Linked DNA regions of Mus musculus: regions 1, 2 and 4 are each linked to region 3. Evidence: chromatin contacts called from public ChIA-PET and HiChIP or PLAC-seq data. All regions are on one chromosome and are shown on one strand. Each heading gives the region's core, a stretch centred on a gene start, on an enhancer-like site or on the middle of the called end of the contact. The rest is flanking DNA. Distances are from core to core; before and after follow the strand shown.

Evidence for each region. ChIA-PET counts read pairs in DNA pulled down with a chosen protein or histone mark. HiChIP or PLAC-seq counts read pairs in DNA pulled down with a chosen protein or histone mark.
Region 1: an RNA polymerase II ChIA-PET map of memory CD8 T cells shows a contact between it and region 3, with 16 read pairs. The contact joins the promoter of Larp1 here to the promoter of H2aw in region 3. A contact is called at or near these places in 1 of 39 promoter capture datasets (cranial neural crest), 2 of 484 Hi-C or Micro-C datasets (B cells and cortical neurons) and 2 of 115 datasets of contacts at active chromatin or transcription factors (bone marrow-derived macrophages and memory CD8 T cells).
Region 2: a contact with region 3 is called in an H3K27ac HiChIP or PLAC-seq map of bone marrow-derived dendritic cells, with 8 times the contacts expected there. The contact joins the promoter of Olfr222 here to the promoter of H2aw in region 3. A contact is called at or near these places in 2 of 39 promoter capture datasets (hippocampal neurons and liver) and 2 of 115 datasets of contacts at active chromatin or transcription factors (bone marrow-derived dendritic cells and bone marrow-derived macrophages).
Region 4: a contact with region 3 is called in an H3K4me3 HiChIP or PLAC-seq map of bone marrow-derived macrophages, with 5 times the contacts expected there. The contact joins the promoter of Cnot8 here to the promoter of H2aw in region 3. A contact is called at or near these places in 1 of 39 promoter capture datasets (embryonic stem cells) and 2 of 115 datasets of contacts at active chromatin or transcription factors (bone marrow-derived macrophages and memory CD8 T cells).

Annotation. Positions count from the first base shown.
Region 1 is chr11:58,007,797-58,010,496 of GRCm38.p6, forward strand. Larp1 (La ribonucleoprotein domain family, member 1) reads left to right here and starts at 1,268. Exons shown (of 19, transcript NM_028451.1): 1 at 1,268-1,751. The coding sequence starts at 1,397.
Region 2 is chr11:59,570,329-59,573,028 of GRCm38.p6, forward strand. It overlaps Olfr222 (olfactory receptor 222), which reads right to left and starts at 1,410. Exons shown (of 1, transcript NM_001011789.1): 1 at 454-1,410. The coding sequence starts at 1,410. The coding sequence ends at 454.
Region 3 is chr11:58,953,324-58,956,051 of GRCm38.p6, forward strand. It overlaps H2aw (H2A.W histone), which reads left to right and starts at 1,362. Exons shown (of 1, transcript NM_178218.4): 1 at 1,362-1,869. The coding sequence starts at 1,415. The coding sequence ends at 1,807. It also overlaps the pseudogene H2bu1-ps and a transcript of Trim17 not described here.
Region 4 is chr11:58,102,634-58,105,333 of GRCm38.p6, forward strand. Cnot8 (CCR4-NOT transcription complex, subunit 8) reads left to right here and starts at 1,337. Exons shown (of 7, transcript NM_026949.5): 1 at 1,337-1,575.

The DNA.
Region 1 (2,700 bases), core at 18-2,517, 950 kb before region 3:
GACAGAAACCAAACCAAACCAAACCAACCAACCAACCAACCAATCAACCAACCAACCAACCAAAAACTCTGCTTGAAAAACAAAAAAATACCCAAACAAACCAAACGGAAAAAACAACCCAAAACAAACAAAAAGCCAATCTTGTCTACTTCATTACAGCACAGTGACTACTGCGCTGTAATGAAGTATTTGTTTCTCCTGTTTACTGTGCCTTCCCCCACCTTACAGTGTAAATTCCGGGAGGACAGGTGCTTGTTAGCCTGGTTTATTGGCAGACCTTTCTAAGAACTTTGCAGGCCCCCAGAGCATAAAGTCAGTAAACATTTATTGAACCAAATGACAGAGAAATTTGAAACCACCTGGCATAAATGGTTCCTTCATTTTACAATAGAGAAATCGAGACCCAGGAAGTGGACCTGACTACTGCTGATAACCCCTAACTAACTGCAATGGGGTCAGGGTTAAGATACAAATCTCAGAGCTTTCTGAGTCCCTCAATTAAGTGTCAGTTCAACTCTACCCTAAACAATTCTATAGAAAAAACACAAGCGACTTGAAAGAAAAGCCATTTCCTGCCTATAAAACACTGGGTTTCGAGGGCCTGCATAGCGTGGGTACTACTGGGAATTCTGTTCTCTTTCCGAGGCGCTCGCTGCCCCTGTGGGGAAAGAACTCCCTTGGACCCATTACCAGTGCTCTGGCCAGGCTGCAGCTGGGCCAAGGTCATCGGAGTGGGGCCAGAAGCCACGCACAGGGGGCGGCCAAAGAACCCCTCTGCATCACTAGCCAAGTCTGGGCTGACATAGTAAAAGACCCCAACGCGGAGCCCCGAGAAACACTTGTCACCAGCGTTAGCAGGCCGGGCCGGCCGCGTGGCCAGGTCCCATGTGCTCCACCTGCGACCGTTCTGGGGCGCTGGCCCTTTAAGGCTCCTCCCCCACCCCCGCCCTCCGAAGTTGCATCAGGCACGTGCTCGCCCCCGTCCACTTGCCGCGCCACAGGAATGGTCTCCAGGGGGCGGGGCCGGGGCGGGACCTTCCGCCCTGCGCGCGCGCGCCCGTCGCCGCGCCGTCCCCGCCCCTCGCGCGCCGCGTCGCGAGGCGCGCGCCCGCCCGCCGCCCGCCGCGGATCGCGTGGTCTGGCTCGGCTCTCCGCGCCGCTCCCCCCCTGGCCGTCCGCACCACTGCAGCCCCCCGAGCCGCCCCGGGCCGGGGGCGGGGGGACGCAGGCGGCGGACCGAGGTCCGCCAGGCCGGCTAGGCGCGCCGGAGCCTTCTGCCCGGCGCGCCACTCAGCGTCAGCCCGTCCGCGCCGCTCCGCGTCCGCGCGGCCCGGGCTCCGGCGCCCCGCCAGCGGCCTCGAGCGGGGCCCGCGGCGCGCCCGGCCCCTCCGCGCAGATGGCCACTCAAGTGGAGCCGCTGCTGCCGGCGGGCGCCCCGCTGCTGCAGGCCGAGGAGCACGGCCTGGCGAGGAAGAAGCCGGCGCCCGACGCCCAGGCCGAGTCGGGCCCGGGTGACGGCGGCGGAGAGCCCGACGGCGGCGTCCGCAGGCCGCGGCCCGCCTGCGCCAGGCCTGGCCGCGACGGCGCGGAGCGCGAGAGCCCGCGGCCACCCGCAGCTGCGGAAGCCCCAGCGGGGAGCGACGGCGAGGACGGCGGCCGGCGTGACTTCGTGGAGGCACCGCCGCCCAAGGTGAACCCGTGGACGAAGCACGCGCCGCCGCCGGCCGCGGTGAACGGACAGCCGCCTCCAGGTGGGTCTGCGCGGCGCGGCACTGGCCCGCGCAGTGACGCGGGCGTTTCCCTCGGAGCGGGGCTACCGGGGCCGCAGCGGTTGGTGGCAACGGCATGCCTCGGGCCTAGCTTGGCGGACTGGGCCGGGCGGGGCCGCTCGTGTGCCCTGTGCTCCCTATGCGTCTCGGCGCCTCGAGAGTGCGTGTTCAGAGAACATGTGTCATGGCTCCGAGCTGGGCCTGGCTTTGAACTTTGCAACTTTGCGCTTCGGGGAGCCGGGTGAAGCGTGGGGAGCGCGGGCCCCTGCGTGCCCGGGAGCCGGTTGCGGCCCGCGGCGACGCGAGGGGCGTGTGTGGCGGCGAGGGAGTGGCCGCGCCGGTGCGGGGCGGGCGGGTGACAGTTGGGCGCCATGCGCCGTGCCAGGACTGTTCGCAGCGCTCGCCGGCCGGAGCTGCGCGCGGGGCTCCCCTCCCCCGCTGAGTCCGGGTGGGAGGTGGCTCGGGAATCCTAGCCGGGCGCGATCGGCGTGGGCATCTAGTGGCGCACCACTCGGGCACAGCCTCCGCTTGGGTACTCCTGGGTGTTTGATAGTGAGCATGGCCCTTGAGTTTGATCGTCGGAGTCCTGGTACTTTTAACTTTAAAAAATGAAAAAAAAAAAAAAAACCAAAACCAAAAACTTGCTATGGAGCTTAGGTGTGGTTGCCTAACCTAAGCTGGGCACCGAGGAAGTCGGAGCTAGCCGCTTTCAGGTTCCAGAGTGCTGGAAAGTGTAGGCCTAGCCCTGGGGGAAACCAGCACGTTGGTTGCCCTTTCGATTTCTCTTAGGGTTGCTTCATAAGGAAGAGGGCACATGGGGTTGGGGGTGTTGTAGTACCAGAGTTTCCCTCTTCTTCTCCTTCCCTTCCCGAATCCTCTTATGCAAGGGGCAGTACTGAAACCTCCATTTTCTTTCATATCCTCGTTTTCC
Region 2 (2,700 bases), core at 160-2,659, 620 kb after region 3:
TCTGGAGTGACTGTAATGGAAGAAAGGGGTTTAAAAAGATACATGGGAAACGAGAGAGGAAATACAGGAAGAGGAAGAAAACAGGAAGAGCCAGGGAATTAGAAGTTAAACAGCGTAACGAGTACTTGTGAGCATCAAGTCATTTAAGCGCTTCTTGAAGATATATGGCTTCTTAGAACTGTGCTCTGAGAATGGAACTTAACGCTCAGATGCGGGACTTTGAGCCTCATCACCACACGGAAGGTGAAATGCTTTTGGATGTTTTTTGTTTTCTTTCAAATCTCTCAAAGAACCTACTGTTCCAAGAATTTCCTACAGCCCTAGGGGTTGAACTCAGTCCTTCCCACATGCCAAGGAAGTGCTGTACCACCCCTGAGCTACAACCCTACCCACCCCCCAGAGTCCTTGCTGCGGAGTTCTGCCAGAGGTGTAGGTCTTCCGGGATTACATTTTTCACCTTCCACACAGCCTTCCGGTCCTTGCCAGGAGTCTTCGGAGAGCTCCCTTCACGTCCTTATTCCTCAAGGTGTAGATGAAAGGGTTAAGGGTGGGGGTGATTATAGAATAGAAGAGGGAGATGAACTTGCCCTGCTCCTGTGAGTAACTGGATGGCGGCTGCAGGTACATGTAAATGGCGGGCAGGTAGAAGAGGGAGACCACCAACAGGTGGGAAGAGCAAGTCCCGAAGGCCTTGTGCCGTCCCCTGGAGGACTGGATCCTCATCACTGCCCGAGCAATGAAGCCGTAGGAGAGGAGGATGAGGGCCAGAGGGACCAGCACAAAGAAGGCCACCAGCACAGCCAGGGTGGCATCATTCGCCGTAGTATCAGCACAGGACAGCTTGATCATGGCTGGCACCTCGCAGAAGAAGTTGTTCAGCACCTGCCGGCCACAGAAAGGCAATTGCACTGTCAGGATGACCTGAACAAGGGAGTTGCCGAAGCCGCTGAGCCAGGCCATAGCCACGAGCTGCTGGCAGAGTGGGCGGTGCATGATGATAGCATAGCGGAGTGGCTCACAGATGGCCACGTAGCGGTCCAGAGCCATGGCCGCCAAGACAACGCACTCGGTGCAGCCCAGCCAGTGGAAAATGGCGTATTGCACCGTGCAGCCACCGTAACTGATGGTCTTCTGGGAGCTCCCCATGTTGAACAGCATCTGAGGGACAGTGGTGGTGGTGTAGCAGAGATCCAGGAAGGACAAGTGGCTGAGGAATATGTACATGGGGCTGTGGAGCTGAGGATCCAGCTGGGATACCAGGATGATAGAGATGTTCCCCAGCATAGCCAGAATGTAGAACACCAGGAGGACTGCAAAGACTGGGAGCTCCAGCCATGGCCTGTCGGAAATGCCCAGGAGGATAAAGTCCTTTGGGGTGTCCCAGAAGCAGCTGTGGTTGTCACCTCTCATGCTAAGGCATCTTCTGGGAGCTGCGATGATGAGTGAAGAGAGTTTGGGTGAGTGACTGGCACGGGATGAAATGAGTCATTTTCTCACGGTGTCTGCTTTCTCTCAGGCTTCCTCCTGCCTGACCCTCTTTAGCCCCCTGGATGGGGCGTCAAGACAGCAGTATGCGCATCTCACACCCCCTCCTACTCTGACCTTCACCAAGCCAGTCTTGCTAAACTTCAATTCCTGCATCTGTTACAGTGGGAGTGGGGATGAGGCTTGCCTCGGCTGCAGATCCTGGAGAAGATAGAGAGACTTCGGTGCCAGAGTTCCACACAGCCTCAGGCGTCATTCACGTTCAGTCATGACTCCCATGATTCCCACTGCCCCTGGAGTGTTTGACTTCTCCACAAACACGTTGATGGGAAAGTGTCCACTTTCTGAGGCTTTTTTATTTTGTCTTCTGGAGACAGAGACAGGATAGAGGAAAGAGGTAAAATAAAGCAGGAAGACGCGCTTTGCGAGCAGGGAGGGACTCTCTCGATAAGCTCACAGTCATGCAGCCTTCTCACCTCTGATGACGACACCTGGCCTGTCACTGTGAGGATGTCACTGTGACAATGTCACTGTGAGGATGTGCTCTGGCTCACAGGACTACAGAAGCTCTGGCCCTAGACTACTCACCATGGCTTCTCTGTCCCTCACTCAGACTGTAAAACAGCAGGGTTCCAGGCTCTCTGAATACCTGGAGTGGGGGGGGGGGGGGAATGGAAAACTTTACCTTCTGATTTGTTACTGATTCCCAGTGAGACCTGAGTGCAACAATGGTGAGCTTGGGAGAAAGTCCTTAGAATTGTTTGACAAAAGATCAGTTGGCTCTGGGATGCTATTTGTTTCATACTTAGAGTGACATTTAAATCTTTGCCAAGGAGATATTATCAGAGAGAGACAGAGAGAGAGAGAGAGAGAGAGAGAGAGAGAGAGAGAGAGACAGTGAGATAGAGAGACAGAGAGACAGAGACAAAGAGCACAGCCAGTTTGATTTCTGGGTGCCGCTGCTCTCAGGGAACCAATGAGCTGCCTGCCATCAGTGATTCATGGGATTGAGGTAGGAGACAAAATGAAATTAGGTCATTAGGAGTTGGCCCCAGTAAGCCTTTGACAGCCTGGAGACCTCAACCATTTGGAAAAGTTCCCCTCACGACTATCAAAGCTGCTCTGTGGATCAAAGCCCCTCTGTGTGCAGAGTCAAGGCTCTCTCTCTCTCTGGTGGCCTCTGATAACTATACTAGTCCATGATGGAGCTCCAGG
Region 3 (2,728 bases), core at 112-2,611:
GAAACCAGAAAGGGAGATAGGATTTGAAATGTAAATAAAGAAAATATCTAATAAAAAAATTTTTAATGACGTTCTCCAAATAAATGCTGAGTGTGGATTATTCTTTTACTAATGCTTCACAGAAAATTATGCAGCTTTAGGGGAACAACTCTTGCTCAAAACAACGGAACTCTTTCCCACCTCCCATCCCCTAACCACTGAAACTGCTTGCTGGCAGCTCAGGCTAATTACATCCTAGCTCCTGCACACAGGCTTTGCGGTGTGCCGCCCCTCCCCCCGCCCCGTTTCCAGCATACTGCTAGTGCAGGGTTTATTGACATGATATAATGTCAGAATAGTTTTCAGGGGCTAAAGACGCCTCTCTATTCCAGAAAAGGATGGAAAGGGTGCTAAAGGGAACACAGATTCAGAGGCCACCAAGGGGGCCCACATCCAGAATACCACCTCACTGTGACCTCGCCCACCGAAACTTCAGGCTTGGGGAGAGGACTCACGCCCCTTGCCTGCTCCTGCAGCTGTCGTTCACACTCTACGCTTAGGAAGGGCAAAGCAGCCATACCCCCACATTTCTCGCTCAAAAATCGGACTTGGCCGCACCCAGTGTCAGGGAACGCCTCGGGCGCGTGGCAATCGTCAGTGGCCCGCACTGTGTTCAAGACCCTTTTAACGACTGTATGGGTGGCTCTGAAAAGAGCCTTTGAATTGAGGGCACCCTCGCCGCGCCTCACTTGGAGCTGGTGTATTTGGTGACTGCCTTGGTGCCCTCGGACACAGCATGCTTGGCCAGCTCCCCGGGCAGCAGCAGGCGCACGGCTGTCTGCACCTCGCGGGACGTGATGGTCGAGCGCTTGTTGTAATGCGCCAGGCGGGAGGCCTCGCTGGCGATGCGCTCGAAGATGTCATTGACGAACGAGTTCATGATGCCCATGGCCTTAGACGAGATGCCGGTGTCCGGATGCACCTGCTTCAGCACCTTGTACACGTAGATGGAGTAGCTCTCCTTGCGGCCCCGTTTGCGTTTCTTGCCATCCTTTTTCTGCGCCTTGGTGACCGCCTTTTTGGAGCCTTTCTTGGGGGCTGGAGCTGATTTGGATGGATCAGGCATAATGTCTAGTTGTACTACGGAAACGCGGACGCCCCTGTAGCAAGAATATTTGTATGCCTTGCATTCAAATGAAGGATCAGGCATCACTCCCTTTGATTGAATACAATTTTACATTACGTCATCGCGGGGTAAGGCATATGCAAATTAGGAAGGCTCCGCGTTCTTTTCTGATTGGTTCTTGTTGGCATCCAATAGGAAGGTGCAGTCTAGCCTCCCTCCTGATCATATATAAGAGCTTGCTGGCGCTTACGAATTCGTTTTCGCTAGGTTTCTTTTCTGTTTTTGCGTACTTTTGGTTATCAGTGGAAGATGTCTGGTCGTGGCAAGCAGGGCGGCAAAGCTCGTGCAAAAGCGAAGTCTCGTTCTTCCCGTGCCGGCCTGCAGTTTCCAGTGGGCCGTGTGCACCGCCTTCTCCGTAAGGGTAATTATTCGGAGCGGGTCGGCGCTGGTGCCCCGGTGTACCTGGCGGCTGTGCTAGAATATCTGACTGCTGAGATCCTGGAATTGGCTGGTAATGCGGCCCGCGACAATAAGAAGACGCGAATCATCCCGCGCCACCTGCAGTTGGCCATCCGCAACGACGAGGAGCTCAACAAGCTGCTGGGCCGCGTGACCATCGCGCAGGGCGGCGTCCTGCCCAACATCCAGGCCGTGCTACTGCCCAAGAAGACCGAGAGCCACCACAAGGCCAAGGGCAAGTGAGGCCCCTACCGGTCGTTAGTGCGACTTTTACAGACACCAAAGGCTCTTTTCAGAGCCACCCACAACCTCATTAGAAAGCGCTGTACACTGAGCCTGTCGCCAGTTACTGGCCAGGCCAGTTCTCCTGACTCCTTCCGTGCATTCCTGCATCCCTGTGCGGCGCTTGGGGAGCTCAAGGGAGACCAACGGCTTCATCTGCGGGTGGCCTGCGGGCCGTTGGAGGCGTTCGAGTTTCTCCCCACCACTCCGTGTCAGACACAAGGTTGCAGTTAACGTTCGTGTTTGGACATTAAGGGGATACTTAATAATAGAAATTAGTATAAGGTTCTGGTTTAGATGCTAGTGTTTCTATTGAAACTGGGTTAAATTGACATGTTCAAGTCTTCCAGTTAGGACGGGGTTTTCAAAGGTTTCTGAGGGGAGACTTGGTATTTCAAATCTACTTGTTTATATAAATGTTCTGTTACAAGGCGATTTACAACTTTGGAGTTTTGCTGGTTTCCTTTGTGGGGGTGGGGAGCCGGTCTCTAGGCTGCTTCAGCCTGCTTAGTGGTAGGATTACAGATGAGCATGGTGGTCCTGCAGGCCTTTGGAACTGGTTAATCGGATCCACTTAAGTAGCTTAACCTTGGGGAGCAAAGTGATTTGTCAGGTTCTGGTTAAACTAGGTGTGAGAGTACAGCAGTGTCCTTTGTCATAAAGTTTAAAGCAGCATCATACTAAGGACATGCTTTTATAGATGATTGTGACTTCTTTAAGCAGCATGACGAATGGTTGAGTTACAGGTAAATCAGGAGCGTGGTTGGGAAAGGGAGAGGAGGGGGTTAAATGAGTTACCTTTAAATCGTTTTAAATGGCACAGAATTGGGCCTCTTCCCTGTTAACTGCTGTACACTATTTAAAATTTAACAATACAGGCCA
Region 4 (2,700 bases), core at 87-2,586, 850 kb before region 3:
TAGTGTCTGTGAGAAGCTCTAGGTGAAGGGTGTGTGTGGGGGGGAAGCCAGGTGTTTCCTGTTCAACTCTTTCAGAGCACACCAGGCCTATTGGTGGCAAGAACCCCCCCTCCCCCCAAATTCCATGCTTCTCACATGACTAGCACATGCTAGGTCCACCCTCTCCTGAAGGACTCAACGGCTGCTCCTCACATGACTAGCACATGCTAGGTCCACCCTCTCCTGAATCGAATCACAGAACAGAGCAAGGACATGCACTGAACAGACTGAGGGAAGGCAGTGTCTACCTAGCCTAGACAACCCGAACACCTCAAAAGAGGCCAGCCCTGCAGCTAGTCCCATCAACATTGTTGCAGGGAATCCACCGCAGCTACAGTTACTGACTGCCCAGGCCTGGTTCTTTGTGGTGACGGTTGTGGCTTGGTCTAGGGTTTCATCCTCATCACAGTCTTGTGTCTCTATTTACAGATCCTGGAGAGAAACAACAAAGGCTGGGCTTCAGAAACTGTCCCTGACATCGTTACCCCAGAAGCTGGCTGTGCGATTTCACAGTTTGAAAGGCTAGCTCTCATTTAGTCAGTAAGTCCTATTTTGGGGATTTCTTCTGGAATAAAAGTTTAAAATGAAAAGGGCAAAGTGACTGGGAGACGGGATGTCAGAAGGGGGACACCTGCTGTATGCTTACCTACGGCCCCTAGGAGAGGAAGCACCAGGGGAGGGGAGGCGCTCTTCGGAGGTCTTAGTCTTCTTGCCCCGTGGGAAAGCACGAGGTGGCGATACATCCCAGCATGGCCTCGCTACCAGCGAACCCCCTACTCTCCCTGACTGGCCCCTCTCTCTCTGCACTGACCCACAGTGATACCAGGGACACAGCGGACAGCACAGGCCCCGGAGCAGCGCTGCTTAGGCCGTCCAGGTTCTGGGAGGCAGTGCTCAGCTGACCTCATTCATGACTCGGTTTGGTGGCGCTCTCCCACCCCTACCTAATGGTCATCCAGAAGGGGTTCTGTGAATAGATGGTCAGTGAATGAGGGGTTCAGGTTGCAGTAATCGAGGGTCAGGACACCCCATGTGCCCTGCATCATCACCTACAACCAACAGTCGTAATATGCTCTGATGTTAGGAAGTGGGGCCAGTTCTAGATCCCGTCCTTTCCCGAGGCGCGACTCATGATACTCCAGAACCTAGGCGGGGACCAAGTTTACACTGCTAGACGCCGTTTGAGGCCTCAGGGCAAACCTCGTTTTACGCACGCGCCCTCCGCCAAACCCAACTTTCTCGCTCTGCGCCTGCGCAGGGAGGCGGGGCGTAGGTATCTGAGCGCGCACGGGGGGACGGAGCCGAGACCGGCGGGACCGCGCACGCCTGGAGTGACGCGGAGAGTAGGCGAGTCGGGAGGGCGGACGGGTAGAGTGGTGCAACCTCTTGGTTTGGTGCCCATCGTCGGCCGCTCTGGGCGCCAGGACTCACGTCTCCCTGTCGAGCTGGGTTTCTGGAGCGGATCCGGGGCAAGAGGGAGGAGAGCTCGGGGTCAAGGGCCGCTGCCGCCCGCACTCGGCGGGGCCGCCAGCCAGGGTAAGCAGGTTAGGTTGCTTACGGTAGGAGCAGGAGGCGGAAGTGCCTCCGTGGCGACCCATCCTACACACGGGAACACTGAGGCACAGAGGCTACGGGGCTCTCGGTCCCCGGAGTCCAGCCTGGAGGCCTAAGGAATGGTGGGGGAGGCAAGAGGCCGCTCTGCTTGGCTCTTGGGGTGCTGCAGCTTTGCGTGGCAGGGCCGCCGTCGCGGAGCCAGCAAGCTGGATGGGGTGCCGTCTAAGTCCAGGGCTGTGGCCTGGAACGCTCCAGAGGGGACCTGTTGCCATTTCTTCTAACGGGCCGCTGCTTCCTCCTGCGCCCGTCTTGCACTGCTAAAGCCTTTTGTTTAGTCTTCTGGAACAGGGAAGTGAAGCTGATTGTCTCCCAGACGCTCTGGCGCAAACAAAAGCCGACGACGAGCAGGAGACACTCAGTGGAACTGAGTTCTGCACGGCTAGCAGGGAGAGCGTGGTTTCGTGCGTTCGCACTCCTCGCTCTTCAGAGCCCACCTGGGTGCACAGACACCCTGCTCCCAAGTTTGGATAATCAGGAGCGGTCACAACAGATTGCTTGGCAGCCTAGGGTGTGTGTGTGTGTGTGTCAGTGTTTTTGTGTCTGTGTGTGTGAGAACACAGGGCAGTGTGTGTGTGTGTGTGTGTGTGTGTGTGAGAACCCCTTTCTTTCCCTTTGTAGTTTCAAATGTAGCTTGGTTTGGGGATCGAGTTTTAAAGCCAGCCTGTGAGGCAAACATTGCATGGGATCAAAATTTTCCTTTAAGGGAGAGATCGCACAGCTGTTGATACACTCAACCCTCTCCCCCTCACACTCATAAAAATAAATCTTTAAGGGAGAACGCAGCCTCAACCTCCGAACCTTCCTGAAGAATTTTGAAGGATAATTTTTTTAGGGTTTAATGTTTATTAATGTATGAATTTATAATTAATATCACGAGTGTGTTGGTGGAAAAAATAGGCCGAAAAGGCGTCAACATTCTCAGGGGCTGGAGTTACAGGCATTTGTGAGCCAATTCACATGGGTGCTGGAAACCAAACTCTGGTCTTCTGGAAGAGCAGCAAGTGCTCTCAACTGCTAAGCCATCACTCCAGCCCCATTCTTCTTTAA